Linked DNA regions of Mus musculus: region 1 is linked to region 2. A link is a contact called in public Hi-C data. All regions are on one chromosome and are shown on one strand. Each heading gives the region's core, a stretch centred on a gene start, on an enhancer-like site or on the middle of the called end of the contact. The rest is flanking DNA. Distances are from core to core; before and after follow the strand shown.

The links. A called contact is a pair of places that touch in the nucleus more often than the background predicts.
Region 1: a Hi-C map of natural killer cells shows a contact between it and region 2, with 4 times the contacts expected there. The contact joins the promoter of Arsb here to the enhancer-like site in region 2. A contact is called at or near these places in 1 of 39 promoter capture datasets (liver), 7 of 484 Hi-C or Micro-C datasets (CD4 T cells, CD8 T cells, effector CD8 T cells and 3 more), 4 of 115 datasets of contacts at active chromatin or transcription factors (CD8 T cells, bone marrow-derived macrophages, effector CD8 T cells and 1 more) and 2 of 9 other capture datasets (adipose tissue and liver).

What each region holds. Positions count from the first base shown.
Region 1 is chr13:93,769,403-93,774,085 of GRCm38.p6, reverse strand. Arsb (arylsulfatase B) reads right to left here and starts at 2,407. Exons shown (of 8, transcript NM_009712.3): 1 at 1,994-2,407. The coding sequence starts at 2,308.
Region 2 is chr13:93,896,794-93,901,481 of GRCm38.p6, reverse strand. The region is part of intron 6 of Arsb (arylsulfatase B); the gene reads right to left. Among named protein-coding and RNA genes, the nearest start is that of Mir5624, 110 kb to the right of the region's middle. Within about 2 kb of position 2,756, at least 85 of the 459 cell types and tissues checked have an H3K27ac peak or open chromatin away from gene starts, as enhancers often do. A contact at or near this core is called in CD8 T cells, adipose tissue, bone marrow-derived macrophages and 4 more, where this site is marked.

The sequences.
Region 1 (4,683 bases), core at 1,158-3,657, 130 kb after region 2:
TATTAACCACAGCTTTACTTCCAATACTCAGGTATTTTCAAGCATTTGGCAGATGTAGCACATTAGGGGTTAAAGCAATCAATCCTGTAAGTGAGGCATGACATGCAGGAATTGTTTTTCTCTCCATGTCTGTTAGGAGGATGTTGCATAAATAAACAGACCCTCCATTATTTTGCAACGTGAGTCCAGTTCTTGATCTTCAGAGCAAATGCAGAACCACCTCACCCTACTTCTGAGGAGCAGTGGTGTGGAGACTCCCACTGTGTGCTGGGAGATACTCGCTCTGGCCTGGGGACTAGCTGATTAAACACAGCAGCCTGCTGGATTCCCTGGGATGCCCTTATTGCTAGTGGGAGAGCAAACCACGCTTTAGCTCCACAGTAAACTCTGCCTACAGATATTTCTGAGTCCCTCGGAAAAATATTACCTTCTCTCTTCAGTCTTTGAATCACTGCTGGAACCATTTTTAGAACATGAGGTTTGATCCGAGAGGTTCTGTAGACACATATGTAGGAGGGCAGTAAGCTCAAAATGCTTGCTGAATAAACACTTATAACCCATTACACAGTGGAGTGCATCACACTTATATTTACTGCTAACGCGTGTTTCCTTGAGTATCTGCTATCTGACATCTTTGGCTGACTTGTATCGAGAGCCATACTAACACCATGTTGTCTAAATCTCTGTATGAAGAAAGGCCAGAAGACTGTGACTGTGTGTGTAGGATAGAAAGAAAGAAAGAAAGAAAGAAAGAAAGAAAGAAAGAAAGAAAGGAAGGAAGGAAGGAAGGAAGGAAGGAAGGAAGGAAGGAAGGAAGGAAGGAAGGAAGGGGAGAAAGGGAAGAAAGGACAGAGACAGAGAATATCAGTAACCACTAAAAGTTATTAAATTTAATTTGATCATAATCACATCAGGATTTTAAAAACCCACCAAACTTGGATTGAGGGGAGCCTAATTTCATAGGTCTGAGACGAGTAGGTGCAGGAAACTAAGGATTGCAATTTATAGCCGTGTGACTCCCCCGCTGACATCCAATTTAGGCAAGCTATCTCCTCGCCTGTAAAGGGCGTTCAAGATAACTACCTCATAAAGTGGTTTTTAAAAACGTTTCAGTACAATAAAAACACTACAAGATACGTTCTTACTGTTCCCAGTCATTTAACATACACATACTCTGTGGGGGACATACTCTCTAAAGGGGCAGTGAAGAGACTCATGTGGGCTGGATTCACCCTCAAAGGTAGAAGAAATATCAGCACCCTTATTTTCATTGTAGGGGTACGGAGAACCTGGAAATGACTTCCATTGTTAGCCATGCACAGCGGAGGATCTGAGCGTGGGTGCTGGAATTTCCACGTTGTTGACATATGCATAGTTATAGGCAAGGGGGTAACTTAGTAAAGGAAAGATATAGGAGCCTGGGGTGCACCTTATCTCACCTGTGGCCTGACTCCCAGGTACAACAGGGGCTGAGAGAAAGCTTAAGATCTTTCACATACCCCACCCCCACGCTCATTCACTGAAGGCTTTTCGGGTGATGCGTCCCTTGTCAACAATCCCAAGTCTTTTTAGTGTTTCTAAATTAATCTCTGAAACTCCCATCTACATGGCTTCCTATCCTCCTGGCTCAAGTAGGTCACTCCTGATCTATGACACACCGCGTCAGTCACTAGGGTCCGTCCCAGTGCAGCCTCTCACTTTAATGGCCCTCTGGAGCTCCTTGGGCCTCCCTTTTCTTCTCCATCCTTTCTCCTCAGGACCTCGTCTATCCTTCTCTTTGGGGGTTCACAGACACAGCACCTCGAGATCCCAGAAACCCCGCTCTCCTCTGACCTAGAGAAAACGAAAGCCACTCCTGCCTTCGGCCACCAGGAGGAAGTCAGGCATGCGCAGTGGCCCTAGGCAGCAGCCTGGGGAAGCCAGGGTTGTCGAGCGCGGTCCGACTGAGCTGGCGGGCTCGCGGGGTCACGCGGGGCTGGAGGCCGCCTAGTACCTGATAGCGGCCGGTGAGCAGCTGGCTCCGCGAGGGCGTGCACAGCGGCTGCACGTAGTAGTTGTCCAGGACCACGCCGCCGGCCGCCAGCGCATCCAGGTGCGGCGTGCGGATGACCGAGCCGTGAAAACCCAAGTCGTTCCAGCCCAGGTCGTCCGCCAGCACGAAGACCACATGCGGAGGCTGGGTAGCTCCGGAGGCCCGGGCCGGCGACAGCAGCAGCAGCAGCAGCTGCAGCAGCAGCAGCAAGAGTGGCAGCTGCGGCCCGGGACCTCCAGGCCGGCTCCTGCCAGTGCACGGGCTAAGCTTGCCCATCCTTAGCAGCCTGCAGAGCCCGTGCTGCGGGCACCCCCGACAGAATCGGGAACTGAGCGGCCGGGCTCCCCAGCAAGATTTCATCCACCTGGGCGGGCCGCGGGCTGGGGAGGGCCGGCGTCCACGGCCTCCGCCTCCCGCGGGGGCCGGGGGAGGAGCCGCACAGAGCGCGCGGGCGAACTCAGCCGGTCCTTCCAAGGCCCAGAGGCCCGTTCTTTATTTTAGCCATGAACTCGAGAGCCACAAGTTCCAAAGCTGTTTCACAACCTTTATCTGATTAAATCTAGCCGCAAACTTGACAGCTAAGCACTATAGTTAGCGCTCCTTTTATCCCCAGAAGAAACCCTGTAATGGTTTGGACCATTACAGATGAGAGAAGAGAGGTGGTGCAGATGGTGTTTCAGATTCCTTTGTGCAGTGTGTACCCATGAAGCCACTTCCTTCCCATCATCAGTGGGCCAAACACATTCATTCTGTCTGCCCAGAATCTAAAATGAAATGGTGAAGTTTCATTTCAAGACATTCGGGGTATGCCCACCTAAGACTGTCTACTTGCTTACTCAATGTCTAGAGATGAGTGATAACTGTTAGGTGGAGAGAGAAAAAATGTGCGCTGCCTGAAGGACACACCCTCTCTGGCTGAGGCCGAGTCCGTGGGAGTTACTTTACAGCTTTAGAAGCTCTGGATGAATGATACCCTTGAAAAGTAATTATTGCTGATGTACTCAACTGACTTCCATGCGGTTGGCTGATGGGCGTTTGTGGTATTGTTCCTTATAACCAATTTTAATTTCTTATCGGTTTCTCACTAATAAATTAGATGAAATCACATGATGTATTCATTTCTGCATTTGTGATTTGTGTGAGAGTAAAAAAATTCTTTTGTGTGTGTGTGTGGTTTTTTTTTTTTTTTTTTTTTGAGACAGGGTTTCTCTGTGTAGCCCTGGCTGTCCTGGAACTCACTTTGTAAACCAGGCTAGCCTTGAACCCAGAAATCCGCCTGCCTCTGCCTCCCGAGTGCTGGGACTAAAGGTGTGTGCCACCACGCCCGGCCAAAATTTTCCTTTTTAAAAAAAGATTATCCTTGAATATATGTTTCCCTCTTAACATACATAAGAGTTTTCTTTGAAGTAGATAACTACTACTTATCCTTAGTAAAATATAGCCAGAAAGTTTTAAATTTTGGCATTTTTAAACCCAAAAACAATATCTTAGAAGAGTTGTTTGTTCGCTTTTGTGTTGGGGATAGTGTGGTCTCTGCATATTCTTCTACTCCATAATTGTTTTCTATAGTCCTCTCCTTTTTGTTTTTAAGCAGGTGCTTACTATGTACCCCAGGATAGCTCCTCCAGCTCTCTGTCCTCCTGCCTCTTCATCTCCCACTGACAGAACTGGGATTACAGTCCCAGGCCAAGGTCCAGGTTTTCCCTGCCCTTGATAAGCATCAAACAGCCTCCAGTAATACTGCTCCTGGAACTAAGCACCCACCAAAATCCCCGTGCCCTGCATTTCAACTGAGCATGTCAGCTGGGGGTGCCCTGGCAATGTGCAGGTGGGAAAAGTCTGATTTTCATCTGTATACTGAAGACCTATGGCATGCATACTGTGCGTGGTTCTTTTAAAAATCTCTCTACTGGTGTTCCTTTGGTGTTTCCTTTGGATTTCACTCAGGCAACAGCTTCGTACAAGAGTACAGGAAGGTGATGTGGGGTGATGCCTGGTACCTCAGACAGAGAGGAACAGTGTTGGTTTGCTCTTTTGTGGGACCCCTGTGTTACTGGCATCAGGTCTCCACTGCAGAGTTACCATCTCCCCCTTGTAATTACTAAGTAGTACTCAAACTTTTGCTTATTGGCTTTCATTTCTTGTGTGAATAGATTATAATTAGGATGGCTACCAATAGTGACCTTTTAGCGTCCTTTCTATGAGTTTCTGAGTTTCTTATGTATTTAGTTCATTGTGAACTCTTGGATTCTTGCTTTGATCAATATGCCATAATCCTTTAACATAATTGCACCCCCCCCAACACACATACACACACACACACACACACACACACACACACACACACACACACACACACACTTGAACAGGCTGAGTGACACTGCTTTATTAGAACACGGAGGGGCCCTACCTTTTCAAAGGGATGGAGACTGAGTGCATTTACCAGGGCTAGGAGACACACATGTACACACACATGCACACGTACTTGCACACGTACATGCACAGTGCAACCAGGAAGTTATAGCTAATTGGTTTAGTTTGATTGGGAGCAAGTGGGTTGTTCTCAGCATCTGGGCATACCGTTTCTCTCGGTGGCTCTGAAATGGTCGGGTAGAGCTAAGTCACTCTTTATGGCTTGGGGCTTTTGCCCG
Region 2 (4,688 bases), core at 1,507-4,006:
CCCACCTACTTCATGCACCCGTTTCCTGTCTGTATCCACGCCTCCCTCCCATCTGCTTCCTCATCCAAGGAAGCCTTGGTCCTCTCCAGTAACGGCCTCTGTGCTGAGCTACAAGCTTTCTGGCCCCAGGACCCCATGGGCATTAGAGGGATAAACGTAGACAGGTCTAGACAGAGAACTTGAAGAGCTTTGCAGTTAGACCTGACGTGATCAAGGTCCGTGTCTATACACACACTAGAAATGAATCAATACATCTTTGCTAGACAGCACGGGCTGCTTGGCCTCAGCAGTGGAGACTGAGCTAGATGCCTTCCTAAGATCTGAGGTGGCTCTCCCATGTGTGTGACGGGAACTCAGATGGTTGGCTCCCATTTCTACCCAGGCTAGCCAACCGTGTGACGAAGCTTTGCAGAATGACTCTCGAGAACCTAGATGTGTTCCTGTTTCATTTCTCCTGTCAGAAATCCTACTTTCCTGTTGTTTAAACTGAAGACAATCTACCACATAAAGTGCCTCTTGTTTTTAGGTGGGAAGTGGCTTTCAGGCGTGCTGCTGGGTCCCTGCTTTATAACTAAGCCCCCTCCTCCCCCAGCTACTCTGCTCAAGCCTTTTTTTTAGTGGTAACTTCATTCTGCTTTGCATTCTATGTAACTGTTTATACATGCCCCCATCCTGGTGGGCTCCGGCTTCTTGGGGATGACATCCCATTTATCTTTCTATCTCCCGCAACCCTGCACAGTGAACACTAAGTGCAAGCTGAAGGGGTTTATTGGATTGGATTTGCAGCTGAGATTTCCTTTGCTGTTGGATTTTTGGTAGATGCTTAAGGTTCCTTGATCCAGGGAGATGAGGGCCAGCCAGCACCTTTATCTCAGTCTACTCCTGGAGTCCCCTTGAAGGAGTGAGAGGCCACAGGAGCCCAAGGCACCACCATCCAAAGGAGGCTGAAAGTCAGGGCAGGGGAAGGACCTGTAGCTGTAGAAGGACCACCTGTCCCTCCCCTCAGCTGCTCACAAGCTGGACTGCTCTCAAAGGAAGCTCTCAGCCTTGGCAGAGGCCAAGTGTGTTCTCAGTAGAGAGAGTGTGTGTGTGACACAATACAGGGGCTGTAAGTGGAGAGAAAGGAGCTTTCTTGTTGATTTACTGTTTGAAACGTGTGTTTCAGGAGAAATAGTCACCAAGATAAAATGTGTAATAAATTCTGAACCATGAAGAAAAAGCATCCCTTGCTGGCCTCTACAATCTGTAATACTATATCTCAGTCAGTCAGTCAGTCAGTCAGTCAGTCAGTCAGTCAGTCAGTTTGCAATCCTGGCACAATCCCTGATGCTAGACCAGATAGTCTGCAGAGCAGGACCCATCCATAGTTAATCTCCATAGTAACAGAGTCTAGCATGATTCTGGGAATCAGCCTGGTACCACAGAGGAGGGAGGGACAGTCAGGGGCAAGGCCAAGTGGGGGATGAGTGCTGAAGGAAACCCTGGTGACTAGCTTTGGGAAATGTACAAGGTGGCTTCTGAGATGGAGCCAGGACATTCAGAGATCTTGGTAGCCTGTAGGGGTTGCTGTGGTTAAAAGGAATGGCCTCCTGAAACTTGACCCCCAAGGTACTGAGAGGTAGGGTCACAAGGTGGAATGATTTAGTTCCTCCACCATGAATAGGATGGACAGGCTTAGTTAGTGCCCTCACAAAAAGACCTGAGGAAGAGAGATACTTCCCTTTTTCACCTTTGCCCTTCTGACCCCATTTGCCTTAAGACATCACAGCCAAGGGAAACCATTTTTGACTTGGAGATTAAGCCCATTATAGACACTACATCTGCAGATACCTTGACCTTGGGCTTCTTGGCCTCCACAACTGTGAACAATAAATGTCTGATATTTATGAGGTGTTTGACCCGTGGTATTTTGTTATAGCAGCAGGAATGGATTAAGACAGGTATGCAGGAAGAGGGCTAGCTGTGGTGAAAAGGAATAGGCCCACATGCTTAAGGATTCAGCCAAATGATCCTGTGCATGACTGGCTGAATGGACCACTGGCTCTGCTGCAGGTCAGAGGAGGAAGATCCTAACAGCGGCGGTCTTGGCATCCTTGACACTTCATGTAGATGATGCTCTGTTAGGGAGCTGATGTATACATTGTGATTGTCAGTATCCTTGGTCTCTACCCATTTGTAACTACCAAAAAGCTTTCTAGAAGTCACCAAGTCTCCCCCAGAGGCAAAGCAGCCCCCATAGAAAGTCACTAATCTCTACTTACTGAACTAAGGCATATGGCAAACAAAAACAAAGCAAAACATTTCATATGAAACCAAGTATATGGGGGAAAAGCAGCACACATGTATACAATTCCACATGCCTATATTGTTTAAATGAGTAACTGAAGGATTCTGAAAGGGCAAATTAAACCCGTTAGCACTGGCACCCAGCTGGGGTCATGGGGAACTCGGGCTTTGTCCATACTGCTTGGTTCAAAAGAAAAAAAGGAAGGAAGGAAGGAAGGAAGGAAGGAAGGAAGGAAGAAAAAAGGAAGGAAGAAATGTCCTCAAGGTTAAAATTAGTTAATCAGTGGAAACTGAAGATATGGGGAAAGCATGTGTTCAGAGGTACAAATGATGCAGAATTAAAAGCAGGAACTTTTAGGGTGTAGGAAAACAGCACTGCTAAATTAAGTCAAGTTCTGCGTGTGCACTGTGAGAAGGGGCTGAGTCACTTTCAAAATGCCCGTACTCACAAGTTCACAGTTCCAGCCACAGTTAAACACTGGAGTTTTTCTGACGCATGTTTCTTTCATTTTGCAGCGCTGTGGTATGTGTACAGCTTTCTGTGAGGACAGCGCTGATGCCACTGTGGGAACTGTCACTCTGCAGAGGTGGCAGGACCTGAGAGTGAGCGCTTGACTTTGAGTGTATGCGGTCTGCCCTAGCCGGGTACACTGTAGGAACGGATCTGTTTTTCATTAATTTGTTTGTCATTTTCCTCCACGATCTGGGGAACATTTATTTTCCCTGAAGCAAAAGGATCTGAAATGTCAGAGGTTTTTCTTGGTTCTGCTAGGGGAATGGGTTGTTGAGCAGAAGAAATTTGTCTTGTGGAAGGAGGCATTTTGTGACCTTTTGCCATCGTGCAGCGATAATGAGTTTTCTGACAAACCTGGAAACCTTGGGTTTCTTTGTTAAAATGATAAGCTTTGAGGAATAACTTTGACCTAGACCTTTGTAGAATTAATCAAATACAGATTTTGGAAAAATTGATGAGTTTGGTCTTTATCAAGACACTCTAATTTATTACTGTCACTGAGGCAGTTTACAGATCTATACTATGTAGAGAAATCAAACGATTAACTCCAGCCCCAAGGCTCTGAGCAGAGTTCCCACACTTATGGGGGTGGGGGAGGGGAGGAGAGGAGAGGGGAGGGGAGGGGAGGGAAGGGAAGGGAAGGGGAGGGGAGGGGAGGAGAGGGGAGGGGAGGGGAGGGGAGGGGAGAGGAGAGGAGGGGAGGGGAGAGGAGAGGAGTGGTGTCCAACCTGAGCACAGTATTGCTTTGTTTCCTTTCTCCTTTGTTCTTTCTTTCTAATGTTTAATTGTAAATAAAATACATCCAGTGAATTAGGTCAAAAGGATAATGAAAACTGTCTTCACACCTCCCTCACACTCAGAGACCATTATATACTTCTGTATATTCTAATTCCATTTGATTCCTCTATTATTTTTTATAAACTGACGCCAAATAGAAAACACTTTTACTTTTTATTGGACCAGAATGTTTGCCACTAATCTTTAAACACTCTGAGTAAAAAACACAGGAACAATCAATTCTCCCAGTTTCCCTCTGACTGTGGTTAAATGATGAGACCTGCTTCTTATATCCCAGGAAGTTGCCTTTATTTTTTCAGGAGATACAGAGACAGGCTCGCTGGTCCCAGAGACAGGATGAGCTCTTACGATGGAGCTGGGTGAGGATGCTCTTTGTCTTCTGAGATACAATGACAGATCAACAGGCAAAGGTTGCACAGAATGACCTGCCATGCCTTTTATAGAGGCAAAAGCTGGGGGCAGTCTCTTGGGCACACAGAGGCAGCACTTGCTTTTTCTATGCAATCTTTCTGGGAGTCCATAAGAGTTTGTCTGCACCCAACCTCAGCACTTCTATAAGATCAGAGGAGTTTCTGTGAAGAAGTCAGACCCACTGCCAAAGCAGTCCCAGGGAGACTCTGGGAAGAAGCCTACAACCCCCTTACTATCAATTTGGGAACCTCTTCCAGGTAGATACTCAGCTCACTGACATTTCCCAAGAGCCTAAGTTTTCTTTTTGAATGTTGGCACCATAGGACATTAACTTAGGGTTTCTACTGCTGTGATAAAACACCATGAGCAAAAAGCAAGTTGGGGAGGAAAGGATGTGTTTGTTTTATATTTTCCTATTGTTGTTCATCATTGAAGGAAGTCAGGACAGGAACTCAAACAGGGCAGAAACCTGAAGGCAGGAGCTGCTGCAGAGGCCATAGGGCTGTTTACTGGCTTGTTCCTCCTGGCTTATTCAGCCTACTTTCTTATAGAACCCAGGATCACATGCCCAGGGATGGCAATACCCACAATGAAGTGGACCCTTCCCCATCTATCACTAATAAAGAAAATGCCTTACAGGCAGATCTTGTGGAGGTATCCTCTCAATTGAGGTTCCCTC